Regions from separate parts of the Mus musculus genome. Here region 1 is linked to region 2. A link is a contact called in public Hi-C data. All regions are on one chromosome and are shown on one strand. The core of a region is the stretch at or near the end of the contact, and the rest is flanking DNA. Distances in the headings are between cores, read along the strand shown.

The links. A called contact is a pair of places that touch in the nucleus more often than the background predicts.
Region 1: a Hi-C map of CD8 T cells shows a contact between it and region 2, with 4 times the contacts expected there. The contact joins two enhancer-like sites. A contact is called at or near these places in 5 of 39 promoter capture datasets (the HPC-7 cell line, hippocampal neurons, liver and 2 more), 41 of 484 Hi-C or Micro-C datasets (the AML12 cell line, the C2C12 cell line, CD4 T cells and 23 more) and 3 of 115 datasets of contacts at active chromatin or transcription factors (astrocytes, memory CD8 T cells and regulatory T cells).

What each region holds. Positions count from the first base shown.
Region 1 is chr15:60,094,975-60,098,917 of GRCm38.p6, forward strand. No RefSeq gene overlaps it. Among named protein-coding and RNA genes, the nearest start is that of Gm25875, 12 kb to the left of the region's middle. Within about 2 kb of position 2,402, at least 18 of the 459 cell types and tissues checked have an H3K27ac peak or open chromatin away from gene starts, as enhancers often do. A contact at or near this core is called in CD8 T cells and hippocampal neurons, where this site is marked.
Region 2 is chr15:59,904,789-59,908,395 of GRCm38.p6, forward strand. No RefSeq gene overlaps it. Among named protein-coding and RNA genes, the nearest start is that of Gm36819, 83 kb to the left of the region's middle. Within about 2 kb of position 2,138, at least 5 of the 459 cell types and tissues checked have an H3K27ac peak or open chromatin away from gene starts, as enhancers often do. A contact at or near this core is called in CD8 T cells and hippocampal neurons, where this site is marked.

The DNA.
Region 1 (3,943 bases), core at 1,152-3,651, 190 kb after region 2:
AGTATACTTGGTAACATGCCCCCTTTTCAGATTCATGTCCTCTTTTTCTTTTTATTAATAACTTACTAAGTCCTATTAATGTTGTCATATGTGTGCCGGCATGGGGCTGTTCACTGGAGCACAGGCAACACACCAATGGCCACACTCCCATCTTCAATCAGCGGCTGTTGGAGGAAGACAAAATGTAACGATAATAATAATAAAACAGGCTTAGTGCACAGAGGCAGAAACAGACAAACAACTTAAAGAAAATCCCCCCCAGGAAGCTTATATATTTCCTAGAGAACATTTGTTTTCTGGTCTAGTGTCTGGATGGGAGATTGCTTTGGGTAGTTTTGAAATCCTGGATCCTGAAGTCATGTCTTCCACCAGTAGTGGCTGAGAGCATCTCTACTGTATCAGAGCTCCTGATGTCCATTATTGTGTTTGACTTGACTTTCTAAATAGTAGTTAGTTCATTACGAACAAGACAGGAATCAGAAGGCAGAGGTTATTTTTATTTATTTACTTCTTCTTTCCATATGTCCTTGATAGCCGAATGCAGGTATGCTCCAAGGAGGAACCTTGTAATTGGTTATCCAAGTGGTCAGACCTCAAATTGCATACAGTAAATAGACCAGTTTGCACTTACAGATTTAGGTGTGTGTGTGTGTGTGTGTGTGTGTGTGTGTGTGTGTGTGTGTAACAATAGCAATAAAATAAGAGGCTGTCATTTTGAGAGGGAGCAAGGATAAGTACATCAGAGGAACTGGAAGGAGAAAATAAAAGGGGGAGATTATGAGATTTTAATTAAAAATATAAAAATAATTAAGAGCTGCTGTTGGTAAAATAATTTACTTTTTAAACCTGTGTTGTGACATAGTTTTAATCCATTGTCAGGACTGAACTGGACAGTCAACAAGCTTCCCCATTTATCCATTCCTCAGTGAATTCTTTCCACATACTTATGATGTTGTGAATAATTTGTCTCTACCACAGTCTTAATACCCATGGCATTCAAAATGGAGTACAATCAAATCAATTTTGCCCCACCTGTTAACATGTTGCTAAGTTATGATTTTGGGAATATTATAATGTGGGTGAGGGAAAACCCCATTTACTCGGTTAATATTCCAGATTTATCTGTTTCTGCCTTTGTCTGAGTAAATTTCCTCCATTCACAGCATAAAATCCTGAGGAGGTGAGATTATCATTTACACTTGGAGATGAGGAAACAGGAGCTTTGGGAGTAGTTGGAGGAGATTCTATAACATTTCACAGCTCATGGTGGTGGAGTTAGCACCCGAGCCAGGGTCTGTCTGGCCACAGTTACAGTTCTTGCAGCTCTCCACACATTTAAAACCCTGAAAAAGCAGGCTGGTGTGAAGTGTGCAACCCACACTTCATATTTAGCATCCAGATTCCTTTTCCACGGAGTCTTAAGTATTCATCGCAGCAGTTTGGCCAAGACTTGGAAATGAAGATATTAATTCGGTCTCTGAGGAAAACATTCATAGCATCACAGCCTATTTTCTTCATGAAGAAATAAGGTTACTATCATCTCATTACCTCTTATTATGAAGTGTGTAGAAAGGGTGTGCGCCTGCTCACATCCATGTGTGTTTTGTTTCCTGTATGCACACATGCAATCCCTGTCTTGAAAAAATGAAATCTCATTTTCTGAAGATACCTGTTTAAAAAGTTAAGCGTCGAACTTCTTTCCCAGTTATTTATTGGTTTGTTTGCGAGCCTTAAGTGCAGAGCCGGATTCACAATTCTCCTACCTTAGTGTCTCCAATGCAGGGACTATTGGTGCACACCACCAACCACATCTTGCTTGCTATGCAGTTTCCCTCCCCCCTTCCTTCTCTTCCCTCTCCTCCCTCCTCTTTCCCTCCTCCTTCTTGAGACAGAGCTTTAGTATGTAGCCTAAGTTGGCTTTGAACTCATTATGCTTCCCAGGCTAGACTTGAAATCACAGAAATCTTCCTGCCTCAGTTTTCCTGGTGGTGCCATGCTACATTGACCAAGACAACCAACTCCTCTAGCTACTATCTTCCCATATGGGAATTTCACTGAGGACGGTGTGATGCATCTTATATCATTTTTCTCAAGGAGCTGAAGATTTAGGAATGGATCTTGCAGAATCTGTACTTTGTCCTTGAGTTCCCTGCCTTTTTCTGACCATTGTCATTTTCCGTCCTTTGGGGATAGATAAATCATCAGCCTGCCACTCATTCCTACAGCACTTGGAATATTCTCTTCCTCAGAGATTATTCATTTTTCTAAAACGTCAGAAATGACATGCCTGGGCTTTGCATATATTCTGAGAGCTTGTCTGAAGGAAGCTGTACTATCTGTCACTGCAGAGTGGCCACCAGGTGGCAGCCCGAGAACCCGCATGGTGATTGATTTTGTCTAGGGTGTTTACTTACATGGGGAAAACAGGGTCAGGTGTCTGCCAGGGTGATGATGGCTGTGGAGGGCTAACAGTGCAGGAAACTACTTCTTGATGGTGTTTAAAAAGCACTAGCAACATCACTCTTCCATGTCAGGCTTTTCAGGACAATTTGTCCTACACAGGAAGATTAAACCCCATTTGGTTAGAGGAAACAACAACAACAAAAAAACGGGGTTAGTGCAGGGAGATACCTTCCTATTATTCAAAGCCACTGGTTCTCAACCTTTATTGTATATTATTAGAATATCCTGGGAAAACATTTAAATCATTCTGTGGGGCAGTGTCCCAGAGATTTATTTTTAAATACTCCAGGCGATTCCAAAGTGTGTTGAGCGATGATAAGAATCATCTCTTCAGGTCTTTCAATTTGTTTATTCATTTGCTTGCCATTTACCACATAATTCCTCATGTCAGCTGTGAGCAAGGCAATGGTGATGGTGTAAAATGTAGATTCTTTTGTCACCTCCTTAGACCTTGCAAGTTACTTATTCAATTCAATGGAAGTCAATTCAGCAAACATGTATCAAGTTCCTATTATACAACAGGTTCTACAGTAGGCACCAAAGAAGAAGAGGCAATAGAAATTTCTATGGGTCAGTGTTTGGAGTTCAGTGTGTGACATGTACAGCTGATTATCATATGGGTGGGGTGTGGTATCAGTTGTGCTTTAGTTCATAATAACTTTACACAATAACACAGAGCATTTTCCTCACCCAGTAATTTTTCAGGCTGATGAGCAACTAGCTTCAATTACCTGAAGAAATATCCATGGTGTATAAACAAGAAGCAGAATGAGTCCTGATACTCAGAGGTCCATGGGTTCCAAGGTTAATATCTCTTCCACATTAAGCATTAGGCTCAGGCAAGGAGAATGATCCATTTCATTTCAGAAGTGGAGCTATTCGTCCCAGGATATATTTGTGCATTTCTCCTGAACAGTCCTCTTTCTTGAGCAATGAGGGGATGACCATTTCTGTGTATGCATCTCCAAGAAACCCTTTTCATTCAGCCCAAGGTCTTTTCTGCTACTGGATTTATGTACATAAAAAATAAATGCCTTTTAAAACTACAGTCCTCTGCTTCCACCGAAATGCAAATCTAAAACTCTGTGGATGCCTTTTGTTTTGAAGAGAACCCTGATAAACATGTAATTCTGTGGGCAAATGAGCTTGTTATCAGTTTCTGTCAGTCATAGGGAGATTAATTAGGGGACCAGATATTAGCCCAAATGTATATTAAAGAAGCCAGACAAGTCTCATTTTCAGAGGGCTCCGTTCTGTCATCTAACAGAGTATGAAACTAAATGCCATATGGATGAGGACTGGTGAACAGAAGAGTTAGTGCTGGGCACATTTTAAGAATTAACCTATGGTTGGATAGGAGAGTTGGCTCTTAAGAAAATGTAGGTGATGCACAAAAATGTGGGTCTTGTGTAAAAAAGAAAAAAGCACAAGGAGGTGTTCCAAGGTTCCTTCTTTTCCAACCTGACCCGTGGCGTTTCTA
Region 2 (3,607 bases), core at 888-3,387:
TAAAAGCTTGAAGCACTGAGCAGCAAAATGTCAGGAGAATAGTCTCAATTCGGGACTTGACGTTGTCTGGCTAGTTAATGAATGCCAGCAGCCACTTAGCTCTGACTATGTGACGTGTGAGCAGAATAAAGCCTGGCTTGCTGAGATAGGAAGGTACTTCAGGCTTTACGACACATGGAGTGACTGCCTTCCTAACAGATACAGGAAGGTTGTAACACCATTAAATCTAGCCTGCCAGAGAGACCTGGCTGACGATCAGCTGGGGTTAACTGGATGGCCTTGTTCAGTGTTTGGATAGGTCATACAAGTTACAAGGTAGGATGAATGGGAGAATGCAGGAATGACCACATTTCAGTGAACCAGAAAACCGTGATGGGTGAGTTCAGTGTGGAGGCTGTTCTAGGTGACAGTAGGTATCAGAGCACATGCCCTGTGGCCTCAAGTCATTGAGTCATCTAAGACTGCTGACTCAGGAGCAACCCTTGCCTCCACACCCACCATTGTTTAAAAAGTAGTCCTCTTGGAGGGCTGGTATGGTGGACCATGCTTTTAAAACCCTAGCACTTGGCAGGCAGAGACAGATGGATCTAAGTGAGTTCGAGGCCAGCCTGGTCTACATAGCAAGTTCCAGGACAGCCAGGGCTAGATAATAGAGAGACAAAACAAAAACAAAACAACCAAAAAAGCAGAACTCTTCGGAATGTGATTCTCTGGGTTTTTAAGGTTTTCTGTGTAGGGGAGGCGACCTGCATTTTTTTCCCCTAAGCAAATTGCCAGGCCTAGGTTTATGCAGGTGGCCACTGTGGAATTCTGTCCTGGACGTAAAGAAGGAAAGATGACATTCTGTTTGACCTTAAACAGTCCCAACAGCCAACTGTTGTTACTTAGGAATGGTTGAAAACACCAGGAGACATGAATAACTCCATGCTTGCCTTTGGAAGTGGCAGTGGCAAGGCCTCTGTCACTGGTAGTGATGAGCAATTTGCAGTGCCCTTTCCCCTTCCCCTTTCCTCTCCTCCTTCACTTTCCTTTCTAAAAATCAGGACACAGTTGCTGTCTTAGCCTTAAATAGAACACCTGCAGAGGCAAGCTTGGAATCTCAGGCTCCTGTCTCTTCTCCACCCAGTTCTCAACACTCTGTTTTGTCTTTTGTAAGCCTCATTTCCCCTCAAGGCCTTGACCCAGTCAGTGATCTTTGAAGGCCTCACATCTTATGTTGATTTCAAATTTGGCTGCTTGTAGTTTTCCTTATTGACAGAAGGTGGTGCTGTTGAGACCTTTATGCTATTTCAATTGGCCCTATAGTTGGCCTCTGGTGATAGCACAGAGAAATTTTGGTTGAGGGATCCTTTGTGAGTCCCACAGTCTTCTTTGCCCTCAGATCCTTCCCAGCATCCTTCTGAGGCACAGGTTTCACCAATTCTCTTCAAGTTCCACAATTAGTGTGTGCTGGTCCAGTTCCACGGGCCTCAGTATAGCCCACAATGGGGAGGCTGGGGTATGTATAGTGTTCTAGGGTATTGGGGGTATCGATCATGACCATGACTGATACAGAAATTGCCCATGACTGGAGTGGCTGAAGGATTTGTAGGCGCAGTGTTTGGCTTGGCTAGAATTCAGTTTCATCCTATTCAGCGCTACAGAGTGAAAACCCGACTGCAAAGGCCAATACTTTCGCCTCAGGTCCAACCTTCATGCTCCCAAGTTCCTTTAATCCCTGCTTGTATGAGCTATTTCTATTCTTTGAACTCGTTGTCTGGCCTTCCAGCTCGTGCTGGAAGGACCAGCCCTTCAGTTGTGGGCAATAGTCCTCACATGAGCTTTGAGGAAGTTGAGTTCTATCGCCAGAAGACATCCATTGGGACAGTCTGGATCCACTTTTGCAACAGCAAGAGAATTTTTCTTGTGTCACAAACCCACACTGTCTCCCATAGCAACAATCACTGTCACTTTGTCAGATTCCTAACACTGACAAGGATGGGACATCTCATAAGACATCAGGCTTGTGAAATGCATGATTGCAGCGGGGAGTGCTTCCCACTCGGGGGCCTGCTCCCCAGGTCCCTTCACACTGGTCCCTGGTTTATCATCCAGCCCCTCACTCTGCATTCAGAGGCTGTCCCTATCCTCTGGGGTCTTGGCTATGTCAAAGGAACTCATTCTCTTCTGTCTATCATGACAAGTTTCGCCTTCTGCGGTAGGTCACATAGTGGTCCAATGTCTTCAAAACCACAAAGGAGATATAGCAGAGAGGACATAAGCTCTAGACATACAGGGTCAGGATGAAGCGTCCGGCTCCATTATGACTGTTTAATATTGCCACCGCCTGTACGGTATTTCATTTTTCTCATAGATATCAATTTCTTTAGGAGGGTGTGGTAGCTCAGCCTGGAATCCTAGTGTTTAGGAGGCTGACATAGGAGGATTGTCCCTGAGATTAGCTTGGGCTACCTCATGAATTCCAGGCTATCCCATGCCATATACTGAGACCACATCCCTACCACTGATCCCAAACAAGAACAACAGCAATTTCCTTTGGTCTCATCCATAAGACGGTTTCAGCACCCACTCTGCATAATTCTGAAGATGATTTGATTGACACAGTGACTGTGACTGCTCTGAAAGGCACTCTGGTGTCGATCCTGGCTTAGAACCAGCAGTGCTATCTAGCAAACATACCATGTGAACTACATAAGCCAGTAAAGTTTTTAAAGCTGGGCATGGTGGCAGAGGCCTTTAAAGATCCCAGCACTTAAGAGGAAGAGGCAGATGGATTTCTGTGAGTTTGGGACCAGCCTGATCTGTGCAATGTGTTCTAGACCAGCCAGGGTTGCCTGATGAAAGCCTGTCTTAAAACACATTTTTAAAATTAACATTGTGTACTACATACAATGTATCCATATACTGTTGCCATAATTTGAATGTGCCCCTCCAAGTGCAAATGTTGGAACCATAATTCCCAGTGCAACAGTGTTGAGAGGGACGACTTAAAGAAGCCACCAGAATTCTGCCTTCCTATTTGGATTAATGCTGTTATTACAAGACTAGCTTCCTGGTAGTACGGTATGCTTGCTTGCTCTTTGTCTGTCTGTTTGTCTGTCTGTCTCTGTCTCTCCATCTCTGTCTTTCTCTCTCTTCCTCCCAATTCTTCTTTTACCTGGTGACCACTTTTGCCATAATTGATGTGGTAAGAAATCTTCCCCACATGTGGCCTTGGTTGTTGTGAGCCCCCGGATGGAAATTGAGATGATACAACAATCTTGTAGCAGAAGAGACCAACAGAAAAGTCATAGCAGACACACTGAAGACATGATTCTCGACCCTGCTGGGCTCCCTTGCAAGGAGCTTTCTCTTTGTTTTATCTGCACTTGCCCTCAGAGAGCTGTGGGCTCCATCACCAAGAGCTACTGTCCCCCACAGGCTATCTCATTTAGTCTGTTTGGTTCCTTTCCTTAGCATCTGTACTGTGGGCTTTTTTTTTTACAACTTCAAAGAGCTTCTCACCCATATTCACTAATTAATTCATTACTCCTGTGAGTAAAACCTGCAGCAGGGAGAATGGCATTAGCAAGGATACCAGGGGCTTAGTATTTAAAAGAGGTGGCCC